Regions from separate parts of the Gossypium arboreum genome. Here region 2 is linked to region 1. Evidence: chromatin contacts called from public Hi-C data. All regions are on one chromosome and are shown on one strand. Each heading gives the region's core, a stretch centred on a gene start, on an enhancer-like site or on the middle of the called end of the contact. The rest is flanking DNA. Distances are from core to core; before and after follow the strand shown. Region 1 holds the start of LOC108460192. Region 2 holds the start of LOC108464909 (protein virilizer homolog).

Evidence for each region. A called contact is a pair of places that touch in the nucleus more often than the background predicts.
Region 2: a Hi-C map of leaf shows a contact between it and region 1, with 3 times the contacts expected there. The contact joins the promoter of LOC108464909 here to the promoter of LOC108460192 in region 1. A contact is called at or near these places in 2 of 5 Hi-C or Micro-C datasets (both in leaf).

The regions. Positions count from the first base shown.
Region 1 is chr4:41,199,672-41,206,474 of ASM2569848v2, reverse strand. LOC108460192 reads left to right here and starts at 2,561. Exons shown (of 28, transcript XM_017759586.2): 1 at 2,561-3,077; 2 at 3,196-3,290; 3 at 3,685-3,784; 4 at 3,999-4,103; 5 at 4,265-4,427. The coding sequence starts at 2,915. It overlaps LOC108460507 (DExH-box ATP-dependent RNA helicase DExH1), which reads right to left and starts at 228. Exons shown (of 16, transcript XM_017760022.2): 1 at 1-228. The coding sequence starts at 60.
Region 2 is chr4:41,555,704-41,562,506 of ASM2569848v2, reverse strand. It overlaps LOC108464909 (protein virilizer homolog), which reads right to left and starts at 2,449. Exons shown (of 28, transcript XM_053027178.1): 1 at 2,055-2,449; 2 at 1,740-1,828; 3 at 461-584; 4 at 1-13. The coding sequence starts at 2,129.

The sequences.
Region 1 (6,803 bases), core at 1,312-3,811:
GGGGCGATTGAAAAGAAGCGAAGTGAGCTTATTATTAATGCTAAGCAAGCGCACAGGCATTTATACACGGTGGACCGAAGAAAATTGGAGCTCTTACTTTATGCACATGGTAATGGATGGATCGCACTGTGGGAAGTGGGGCGGTTAGTTGAGTTGGTTTATTGGTTCGTGAAGCGATTTGAACAATATCATGCTTTAGGTTATCATTTCTCACATTAATCTTGCTAGTAAACTTTTGGGTTAATGCAATTTTTATTTCAACTATAAATATTAAAATTATACATAAATTATAATTTAATATGTAATATTATATATTAATGTTGATTGTAAACTTTCTATTAAATATTAATTTAATCAATCTTCATAAATTATTAATACGATTATCGATATAATATTGTTTTTAAGTTTACATATTGCAATACAAATAATTTTATATATCAAATATAAAAATAAATTATTGTATTTATTTCTTTAAATACGTACAATTAAATAAAAATTAATGATTTATATATATATTTGAAGTATAATCAAAGTTTCAATGTATAATTACATCAAATTAAAGCTTGTGTATCAAATTACAGGTCAAATCAAAGTTCATGTATAGTTTTAATATTTATTTCTTAAAAGAAGTAAAAATATAATGACGTAACACTTTAAGATTGTATTGCATCGTATCAAGTTAAGGAACCAAAATAGATATTGTCTAGTTTAGGTGGCAAAATGGACAAAAAAAAATGTATCAAATTGAACTTAGTTGCCAAGTTTAGGGGTAAAAAATTATATTAAGGCTAATTTTTTACTCTAGCTTGTGGGATAATTTTTTTTAATATGATTTGATTAAAATGCGCTTTTTTTTTACATTTGGAATTTAATTTTCTAACTTTTATGTCAAATATTTTAGTTCCTCTGTTAGATTAAAAAAAAAAATACAAGCTAAAATTGTTACACAATTAAAAAATTCTGATTTTTTAAAATTGAAAGGTAAGGATTAAAACAAGATCCTAATCATTACAAATTGTTACGTGACTATTAAGTGAGTATTTGTTTTATTTTATTTTATTTAAGATGTCGCATTAATAGATTTAATGAAAGAATTTTAATGATATTAACAACTAGGCTTAAATTATGAAATTTAACAACTAAATATTTGAAATTAAAAATAGAAGAACTAAATTCTAAATATATAAAGAGTACATGAATTGGACTATATTTTAACCACATTAATTTCATTATATTCATTTTCAAATATAGAATTAAAACTTGTTTATCCAATCCAATATTTAAGGGCAAATCACAAAAATATTACCTAATTACGCTATTTGTTCTTTTTTTTGTTATGTAAGTGTTAACTTTTGATATAGTCACTTAATTTTTGAAATTAAATATTCCAGCTACTCTAAGCTAATTGAGTTTTTTTATTGATATAATAATAAAATTAGTCTTTTAATATCTACACATTATAACAATTTGATCCTAAATATAAAAAATTTGAAAAAATCAGCTCTCAAAATTTATAAAATTTATTATTTTATTTGAATTAAAAAAATTTCCCTCAACATTTATAAAATTTGTTAATTTAGTTCTAATTATAAAATTTTAAAATTTAAATTTAAGGCAAGGCTGTTGAACAAAAATATACTCTATCATTTAAATTATGCTTTGGTATTTCACAACCATGTTTACTTGATAATTGGAAAAGTTAATTGCTTCTGTAGATATTTGAGAGCAAAGGAGAATTCAGAATCTTCTATAATGCAAAAAAACAAGTGGCAATGCCTCAAGAATTCTATCTCGCAACAGATAGGATACTTCAGCAGCGGCCGTTGTTGATTTATTTGACAAGGTTCTATCAAATTCACCTAGTCATTATCCTACTACTAATCTTACTATAAAAGCAAAGTAGCAGTACTCACTACCTGTTTGTTGTCTTTTATAGCTTTCTATTGCAAGAATTCAATCTCCATGTTGATCACAGGGCAGCGGAAAAGGTAGAATACAATCAAAAAGTAAAATTATAGTTTTAGTGCATTGTGATATTTCTAGTCGATACTTTACACTTATCGAAGAGAAAGAAATGATGTCAAAGAGATACAGGAGGAGAGTGGAGATGCTAGAATGGTCTGTTATATTTTGTGTCCTATACTGCTTTTGACATTTATATTTATGGTCAGCATGTGATGAGAATTGCAAATATAATTACGATGTATTTTTTAAATTTTAAAATTAAAATATTTTATAAATATTGAGGACTAAGTTTATTAATTTTTTAGAACTTGAATTAAAATGAAAAATTTTGTAAACATTGAAAACTAATTTTACTGAATTTTTATATTCATAATCAAATTAATAAAATGTATAAACATTAAAAGGACTATTTTATTATTAAACTAATAAAAAGATCACATCATATCGAAGAACTAAAATATTTAATTTTAAAAATTGAATAATTAAATAAAAAATAATTAAATAATTAAAATAGAAAAAATGCATAATTAAGTAACAATTTTATAGTTTACTCTATTTTTAAATATTTGAGTAGGTGATTTTGCAGCCCATGGATATAGTCCATAAAAAGAAAGAAGAAGTCAACCCCTTCAGCCCATCGAATGCTTATTGATATTTGAGCCGGTGGTTTTCCGGCCCATGGTCATTGTCATGACCAAGAAAGCCCACAACTTCTTCCTTCGACGTCACCTCACCACCGGCCACCCAAACCTTGATTCTCTCCTACTCACATCCAACAGAAAGATCCGATCGAAGAAACCGCTCTAGAGGCAGCTACTCTGCCTTATTTCTTTACCTCTTCAAAGAGCGGTTCACTTGTCATATCTCCGGTTCAATCAACCCCGAGCTTCAGAGAAGCCGCTCTAGGCCTGTATTAGGGCATCCGACCAATCGGAGGAGAGGGTGAGTCATGGTGGATCCGGCGAATACTCCGCTTGGAAAGATGCTGTTGGAGGAGATCACTCCGGTGGTTATGGTGCTTTGCACTCCACTCGTAGAAGAATCTTGCCTTAAGAACGGCCTCTCCTTTGTCCAAATGCTCTCCCCTTTCTGCGACTTCACCAACATCGATGGTGAGTAATCCGAAACTTTCTCTATTTTTATGTCCACAGTTGTACGTGTTTGTGTATTTGTACGTTGACTTTGAGGTGACTTACTTTTCTTTTTTACTTATCTGAATTATGGTGACAGTGCCTGTTCGGACGGCGATTGATCAACCCTACAGGTTGCACAAGTTCAAATTTAGGTTGTTTTACGCCTCGGATATTTGGCAACCCAATCTCGAGGTAATTTCTCTTGAGATTCCTGGTTTTGTAGCTTAATAATATATACGTAGGTGAAGATCACTGAATTCAAATTTCTATGATTTGGATTTACGTGATAACGAGAATTTGGTAATAGGAACGTAATCGCCAGCACCGGTAAGCTATTAGTCGAATTAGAAGACCGAGCTATTTCAGTTGGAATATATCTGACATTGATTTTTGAGCTTTTATAGAGTATATTAGTGTAAGAATCTGGAAATTTTAACTGATTGGATCGAGGGAGATTTATTGTACCCTGATAAGTCTAAAAGTTGTATGTTTTACACTTCATAGTGGGTCTGCAATTTCAATCATGTGAGAATTTTTAGCTTCATTTTCTGGAGGTTTGCTTCTGAAATATATGTCAATTGACTAGGTAGCAAAGGAGAGACTAAAGCAAGTTATTACTAAGGCGGGAGAGGACGATTTCCCTGAAATATCTTCAGATCTACCTCAAGTGAATGATCTTCTCTCAAGTAAGTTACTTTCAAGTTTGAAATCTTTTAACGGGTATCATTTTGCATGGTTTATTGTTGTCATTTTTATTAGCATTTTGTTTCCTGTGGCTAGATTTTCATTTTTAATATTCTATTGAGATTGTCTGATTTTGTAGCATGACCTTATTTTTTGTAGTTATTAATAAAACTTAACTAGTTGCTTTGATTTATATATGGTGAATGTTTTATGCAGGGCATGAGTCTGAAATTTTACCGACATGGTTTCAGTTTTTCAATAAAGAGCTTGTACGTACCTTGTCTTTTTCTGATCATGAAGCTTTTGATCATCCTGTGGCATGTAAGCTTTGGAAGTTTATTCAATACCATCCTTTTCCCCTTGTTGCATTTAAGCTCTGCTAATCATGTCCTTTCCACTTTATGGATTTCTTTAAACTATTCATTCTAGACACCGTATTGTATTCTCTTGTTGATTGTTTCTTCTCCAAAAATGATTTGTAGGCCTTTTGGTTGTTTCTTCAAGGGATGAGGAACCCATAAATAGATTTTTAGACCTCTTTAACACCAACAAATTGCCCTCCCTTCTCAATGATGGTGCAATGGACCCAAAGATTTTGAAGCATTACTTACTTGTGCATGATAATCAAGATGGTGCTTCAGAGAAGTATGCCACACCTTCATATTTGTTTATGGTTGAAATTATTAAGTTCGATAAGCATGATAAAATGCTGTTAATTCTGCTCTCTAATTTCATAAGGACATGCATGCCTATATAGATTTAACTTTTTATTTTTCTGTGGAGCAATGTGCATAAATAATATACATTTCTTTCTTTTTTTTATTAATCGTTATATATTAATTTTATTTTTCTTACTTTTGTTATTACGACATTTTAAGGCTGCTGATTAGGCTTGCAAGAATATTTCAGCTGCAGCTAATTGAATATATTATATTACCAACCATATGTATGCATGGAGACATGAACCCAAGTGGAAAATGCAAGAACCTCAGTTTGAATAGCTAAAACCTGGAAAGAGATTCCTGCCATGTATGAAGAAACCTAGTTTAAAAAAAGAATCCTACATGACATAGAATAAAATGGTTTGATTGAAAACATCCTCAAAGAAGCTGTAGGAAATGGAAGCTCATCATGTGTGATATGGATTAGGGAAGAGAACAGCAGCAAATAAGAGAATTAGGGCTGAACAAACAAATTGGAAAGGTGGAACTCTAGAAAACTTAGGGTTATAGAAAACCTCTAGTTTTTCTATTAAGTTAGAAAATAATCAGAACAATAAATAATGGCTGTAAAGACTACAACTTGTTTATAGACCATCTTTTCTTGCAAGTAAAGTTATAGGTTAGGCCCTACTAGTACTCCATACTCCAAATGAATGAAATGGAAAGAATGATTCAAGAGACGCTTTAGGCTAGAATAATTAGAAACAACTGCAGTTCCTTTGCCTCACCAATTGTCATAGTGAAAAATAAGGGTGGGAGCTGGCGTTTATGTGTAAACTACATGCAATTAAATCAACTTATAATCAAGGATAAAGGATAAGTTCCCTATCCTTGTTATTGAAGAGCTACTCGATGAGCTTAGTCAAGCAACATTCTTCTCGAAGCTGGACCTGAGATCTGGCTATCTTCATATCAAAATGCAGCAGGACATACACAAAATTGCATTTAGGACACATAAGGGCCATTACGAGTTTTAAGTCATGCCCTTTGGCCTCATCAATGCACCCTCGAGTTTTCAGTCTTTGATGAATGTAGTCTTCAAAACACTTATTAGAAAATCAGTGCTTTTTTTTTTTAATGACATCCTAGTGTATTTAGTGGACTCGTATGCTTATTTGGTCCATTTAAGGGAGGTCCTTCAATTACTTCGAGAGCATCGGTTATTTGCGAAAAAGAGCAAATGTACTTTTGGTACCACTAAGATAGAATACCTGGGTCACATCATTTCCAAAGGCTCAGTCTCTATGGATGTTACTAAGGTCGATATTGTGTTGAACTGGCCAACACCAACTTCAGTGAATGAATTGAGAGGTTTTTTGGGTTTGTTTGGCTATATAGTTCATTTAACACTATAGGGCAATGGCTAAGCCATTGACTACACTATTGAAGAAGGAAGTCAAGTGGGAATGGACCAACACAACCAATGATGCTTTCTTACAACTCAATAAAGCCATGTGCACAACACTTTGTTCTTACAATGCCTGGTTTCAATTCAGAATTTAGCCTAGACACTGATGCCAGTGGTCATGGCATTAGAGCTGGGCTGTGACAACATGGGAAGCTAATTGCCTTCTTTAGCAAGGCTTTAAAAGTAAAGCACCAAGCACTTTCCATTTATGACAAGGAGATGCTTGCTGTCTTTTTGGCAGTAAAGAGATGGCACTCCTATTTGGTTGGTAAAAGATTCCAAATTAGAACTGACCATCAAAACCCAAGGTTCCTATCTGACAAGCAAACCATTACTTGTTATCAGTAGAAATGGGTTTCAAAAATGCTCGGGTATGATTATGTTGTGGCTTATAGAAAAGGCACTCATAACTTGGTTGCAGATGCCTTATCCAGGAGGCCACAAGAGGAAGAGGGTTAGTTCCTTCAATGCCTTGGCAGCTTCAATAGGTCTCATATTTGGACAAGGGTACTGGACTCATGTGTAAGTGATCTTAAAATGCTGTAGTTGTGTGCCAAAGTTCAACAACAGCTCCATTTGCATCCTAAATACTCTTGGGATGATAGAGGTTCAAGAAGAAAATGGAAGACTGTTGTGGGAGACAGTGACACTCTAAGAAGAGACTTGTTTTAGTATTTTCATGGTAGAGCTATTGGTGGCCACTCATGGGTAGAGACCACTAGACGCAGGATGGTTGGACTTTTCTATTAAAAGGGACTTTCCAGGGATGTTGGATAGTGGGTGCGTGAATGTGTGATATGTCAACAGTGCAAGGCTGATAATTCCATAATCCAGGCCTTCTACAGCCTTTATTGTCCTTACTCGAGCTTGGTCATCAGTCAACATGGACTT
Region 2 (6,803 bases), core at 1,200-3,699, 360 kb before region 1:
TGGTTACAACTGCCTGCAAAAGATCACAGTACAATTTTAAACAAACTCGGTGTCCACATATAGCTTTCTCAAAATAAAGACACACCAGGTGGACAGATAGGAAGCATAAAATACTTTTAAATAAAGGATAGATAACTATAAACGGGAGATGAGAAGATAAGCAGAGCTATCTTATGCTAAAGATGATAAAAGTTTTCTGCAGCCTCAACAAACTGTTTAATTGCACATCCCATCAATCAAATTGCTAATGCTAGCAAATTCCCAAAAAAAAATTTGTTAATTCAGTCTTTTTAAAACATTTTATTATGCAGCAATCAACCTATAGGTGTACATAAATGCATATATATGGATAAAAGTGCAGGCTTACATAAACCATTGCATAAAGTGAGGCAACATAACCTGAAAAAGTTCAAATTTAGAATTCAAATAAATCCCAATGGTATAGGAATGGTAGAATCACCTCAACTTCAAGCACATTTGATGAAGAATGAGAATATAGAAAAGGCTGACAGAGGCGCCTAAATCTTGTCTCTCCCTCACTCTGAACAAACACCTCCAAAGCAAATGAAGGGGGTGAAGTGGCCCTGTATAAATTACAGCATAGAAAATTAGGTTTTCAGAAACCTCAATATTCCAATAACTGAGAAGCACAATAGCCAAATTTATGGCATCAATTAAAATAATGTATATCCTTCCTACTAGTTTGCGCCTAACCCCAACAATGGAACACATGCTGAAATTTGTTATTAATATAATAATGTATCATACTAATTAAACCATATACAAAAGAACATATTTGTGATGCACCAATTACTGTTTATAATCAACAAAGTCTCAGATTTCAAATCTGTCAATTAACAAATTCAGAACTCCACATTCCTCGCTCAGCTGGATGAAAAAATCATGGTAAGATGCAAGGGTTTGAAAGCACTCAATCTAGGCCATGATAAAGCAGGTGCAAAAGGCTTCGACTTCCTCGCCTGTTTAAGAAGCTGTTGTTGCTTGAGGTGAATCAGTTGAGTTTGGTCCTAACGTATATAAGAGAGAGGCTGCTTTTAGGTATGAAAAAGGTAGATGATCTTAACTATCAATTTCATAAGAGAAGCAAGAGAGGTAGATGAAAGGTATGCCAGTTTCATTCTTGCTTTTGCTTATCGGGGGTTTTGGCAGAATTGGGTTCGACTTTTCAAAGCCGATTTGATAGGAAGGCAAGAAGAAAGAAATATTTCTAGACGAAGAAAGGGAGAGAAAAACATTGCCACTCTTGAGAGAAATTGGATAAGGCAGAAAAATAAAGAATTGGCAATCAATAAATGGAAGAAAAGAAAGAGGAGAAGTCTCATCTCAACATATTAAAACAATTCAAATCAATTCATCAATCAACAATCATTTTCCTTAAATTTATTTTGACTCGCCTAAAGGAGGAACAATTCCCACCAATTAACCCCTGCTTACCATTCCTATTCTTTTGCTGTTCTTTCCCTCCAACGAAACACAATATAAGTGCCAAATTAAAACTTCCACTACTGAACTACATCATACCAACAAAACAACATATAATATATTTCAGGAGAGGGATATGTCAATTGTATACATACTTCCCTAGCTTCTAATGACCATAATTCAATAAAATCATGCGAAGAAAACAAAATTATAACACCAACATTATCATGTACATGAACAGTTCCCATGAGAAAAATAACCCTACAAACTGTAGGAAGCTTACTAGCTTAACATACCCAACAAGCGATACAGCTTGAGAAGCTGAGGACGCATTCTGTTCAAGGAACTCACACGCAGTTATAACAACTGGTTCAGCAAACAATACCTGAGAAAAACAAGAAATCAAAATCAAAACACAACCGAAACCCATAAATTAAATTCTTATAAAAGAAAATGCAATACTACATTCAATCAATAAACCAAGAACCAACGAAACATTCCAATAAAATCCTGGATTACCACAAAAAAATATCATTTAATTATTCCTTGCCAACCCATTTCATAAAATGCCAAAAAGGGAAGAAAGAATCCACACCAAGAAAACAAGATACCTCGTCGACGTATTCGTCCAAGTGAGTGTGAACAAAAGTCTGAGAAAACAGAACGCAGGGCTCGGGTCGACCCATTTTGGTTTAGGGTGTTAGTTTATCGATCTTCGGGTCCGATTAACGAGGGGACATGAAAATCTGAGGAAAAATTCTGGATTTGGGTTTGTTTAAGATTTTTAGGGTTTTGGATTTGATTTCTAAACCCCCGCCGCCGATTAAAGAGTGTTTGGTTCTGGTTGAAAGGGGGTTCAGTTTTTGTTTTTTGGCCTAACCGGACCTTGAACCAGAGAGGGAAGGCGGAGTTAGAACAAGGTTTTACTAATTAAAATTAAATACCTTCAGATTTCAAAACTTTTCTTTTTTCCTATGGAGATTTCAAGATTTTTCTAATTTGATCCTTCGTTACATTAAGTAATAATTAGATGGTTAAAATATGTCACAAGTCCCTGTACTCTTTTTAAATTAAGAATTTAGTCCTTTTAGCTTTATTTCTAGGAATTTAGTCCTACTTTTCAGATTTCAAAATTCAGTTTCAAATGTTAATATTGTTAATTTTATTAAATTTATTGGTGTGACATTTTAAAATAAAATATTCACTTGGTAGTTATATAACTAAAAAATGGTGTTGTAATTAACATAAATTTAACAAAATAATTTTAACACGGTTAATAGTTGGACCTAAATTTTAAAATATAAAAAGTAGAGAGACTAAATTCCTAAAAGGAGAAGTATATGGACTAAATTCCAAATTTTGAAGAGTATAAGGACTTATGGGATATTTTAACCTATTCATAATTTAGTTTTTATATAATAACAATGATAAATTTAATCCTTAATATTTATATATTTTATCTATTTGACCATAATTCTTTTTAGCTAAATTTGCCTCTAATCTATTTAAAAGAATCAATTTTATAATCAACCTTTCAAAAGAGTTGAATTACTATTTTTAACAAAAATATTTAATAAATCGTTAAATTTTTAAATATGACAACCCACGTAATACGTCATACTAATTTTTTAACTTTTTATAATTTTTTTATTTTTAAATTTTTAAATTATTTGTTGACGTAAGATAAATAGTGTAATGTTAGCATGAAGTACACACAGACTCTCACGGGTTGTTACATTAACATCAATGAAAAGTTAATGTTTTGGTCAACATTTCTGTTTAAAAAATTGATTTTACTCTTTTTTAAATGTTAATAACCAAAGTTAGCTAAAAGTTAAAAACCAAATTGATAAAAAACTGTAAAAGTTGAGGTCTAAATTTATAATAATTTATATATTTAAGGGTAAACTACAAGTTTAGTCATTATATTTTCTAAAAAATATGTTACGATCAATAAACTTTTAAAATTATTATATAACCACTAACGTTATTAATCTGTTATATTATGATCACTTAGTCGATAAAGGTGTAAAATAAGCTAATATGGCATGTTAATGTAATCATTTCAGATGAAATTTTAAATTAAATTATACAATTAGTCCCTATACTTTTTCTTTCTGAGCAAATTTTTTTTCCCTTTTTATTTCTTTATTTTCCTTCTCTTCTTCTCCCTTCTATTTTCTCACATTCTTCAATGGCTACCATTTTTTCTCCCATTATAGACAAAGTTTTAAAACATTTCTTTGAACTCCATTAATGGAACTTAAGTCACTATAATGGCAAAAAAAATAACCCTTTAACATTTTCAAAAAAAGAAAATATAACAACCCGTAATTAAAGAAAAAATCCACATTCAAAATTCTAAATTCAGATACACTATTAGGTATAAAACGGAAATATAAAAGAAAAATGAAGAACATACAAATTTTGATTTTTGGCAACAATTCCACATCCAAGATTCAAAATTCAGATACAAAAATGGGTTTAAAATGGGATGCATTAACAACTATTCCTCTCTTCAAGCTCTTTTATCTTTTTTTTTTCCATTATAAACCCATTTTTTAACTAAAATTTGAATTATAGTTGTGGGTTTCTTTGACTACGGTTTTTATGTTTTTTTTTTAATATGAATGGATTATTCTTTGTCATTATCATGACTTAAGTTCCATTGATGGAGTTTAGAGTGTTTTTTTTTTTTTTAAGTTTTGTCAAAAGATAATCATTGAAGAAACAGAAAACAAGAGAAGGAAAATGTAACTATAACACTCCTAACTCATATCCATTGCCGGAACAGGGTTACGAAGCATTACCGGAGTTTACAGATCAAATAAGCAAACATTTCATATCATATACGTTCATGTCAGAAACCAATCAAAATTAAACATATTGTCTTTTATACGAGCCCTTGGGGCCCAAAATACGCGTTAGAAATAAGTTGGGACTAAATCGGATACTTAAAAAATTTTTCAAAAAACATTGAAATTTTTCAAAGTTGTAGAGGTCACACGATTGTGTGGCCAGGCCATGTGACTCACATGGTCAGGAGTCATGCCCGTGTCTCAGGCCGTGTGGGCATTCGAAATAGGGACGCACGGCCGTGCCTCAGCCCGTGTCCATGCCCGTGTAACTCTCTGACTTGGGTCATATGGCCAAGTCACACGCCCATGTGCTAAGCTATATAAGTATACTGACTTGCATTCTTAAGAAGATACAAGGGACACACGGTCGTGTCATTTGGTCGTGTGTCACATACTCTTGTGTCTCTGCCCATGTGGATTAAAATAGGTCAATTTCCAAGCCACATTTCTCACCCAATTTGACACCAACCTAACTCAACATTTTTGCACATCAACAAGCCATAATAAGGCATTCAAAACAAGGCAAAATCAAGCCTTAAACATGAAATATCACCACATACAACCAATATGCCCTTAGGCACCTCAAATGATGACTTAAAAACATGTCAACCAAGTATCCAAACTTACCTAAATAACCAAATACATATATGCATAATCCCAAATGGTACCAAATATACCATTCTAACAAACATCAATATGATAAGACCACATATATATACATCAAAATATACCAAACATAAGTCATTTAAGTGGTTAATCTCAACAAAACACTTATATGCCAACATTAGCCAAATTAACCTATACATGCCATTATAACCGGAATTAATTTACTGAAAGTACCAAAAGAGCCGATGGATAGTGTGAAATAGCTCCGACAAGCTTCCAACCCGAACGAGCTTCCGAATTACTATAAAACACAGAAAATAACAAAAAATAAGCATTTAAGGTTAGTAAGTTCATATAACAAGAAAATTAACTTACCATTTAATCACATTTAAGGTAAGCATACAAAACATATCCAAATCAATTTGGCCAAAAGCCTAAACACATATCCTCAACATGTTAGCCATGTAAAACACATATAATAGCCAATAAACATGGATGAACATAACCACTAAGCAAGTTTCATATACATGTATCATCCATTTCATGTTTCAATATATCATGCAATATCATTTCTATGTATTTCATGTATATACCTGTAATAGTTCGTATAAACTCATATTGTCTCATAACAGAACATCGCCCGTTAAACATTTTAAAATATCGTTGGATACACAGGTAATACACACAAGGTGTACTGAACTGTAAGCCGTCAATTTATGTACATGTATGCTCATGCGAGCTATGAATTGGTATGCTCTCACGAGCTGTGAATCGGTAAGCTCATACGAGCTGCAAATTCGAAGTTCATACATGCTGCAAATTGGGAAGCTCATATGAGTTGTGGTGTGTCTGTAACACATTCAGGACCCTAATCAAATTAGTAACTATAACACCTCCTAACCTTATACTGTCACTAGAATAGGGTTACAGAGCATTACCAGACATATCGAACAAATTACGAATAACTCACAAATAATTAACATACAAAGTATAAATTTAATCCTTAAGTCCCTATAATGGACCCTCGAGGCCCAAAACACGTATTAGAAGTGGATCGGGACTTATCCAGGTGCTCGGAGAATTTCCGTAAATTTTAAATTTTTTTAACTCAATATAACCTCCTTTATATACATTTAACCTCCTTGCAATTTCAAACCGAAACCAATCTAATACCAATGATATAACCAATTCAATTCATATATGTAAACATCTAAAACATACCAAGATTAATACTAGAATTTACTATATGATCATTCATACCATTATTCAAATTAAATTAAAAGTTCTATTCAATTATCAATTCAAACATAATGTCATATTTATACCATTTCAAATATTTAATCGTTCATTTACCAATTTAAATCATTACATATTATCCTTACAATCCAAAACCACATTAATTCAAAATACAAACTAGGTACATGCCACATATACCAAAATAAAATATACATCACCAAGGTTGCTGAGATCGGGATTGGTTGGATCTTGGACCGATTTTGACTCCTCTTGACTGCATACGAGAAAATAATCAGTATCTTGAGTATAGACATACTCAGTGGTATTACTATAATTCAAACTATAATAACAATAATTCAAACTATAATAACAATAATGAAATATAAATATTAAACATGTAACAAATGAATTTTCTCAAATATTAACTCATTCTTAAACTTCATTCGTTAATAATAGTAACACAATTTCAACTATTTATCAGTTTCAATCAAATATCATAGACTTCAATTTTCTTCACTACATCAACATTTAGTTCATGCCTTCCATTTTCAATCTCAATTTCAATCCACAATTTAACTTTCTCATTTCTTTCATTATTTTAAATAATACGTTCAATCTAATTTATTTAAATTTCTCATTTTAGGTTTTCACCCTATTAAC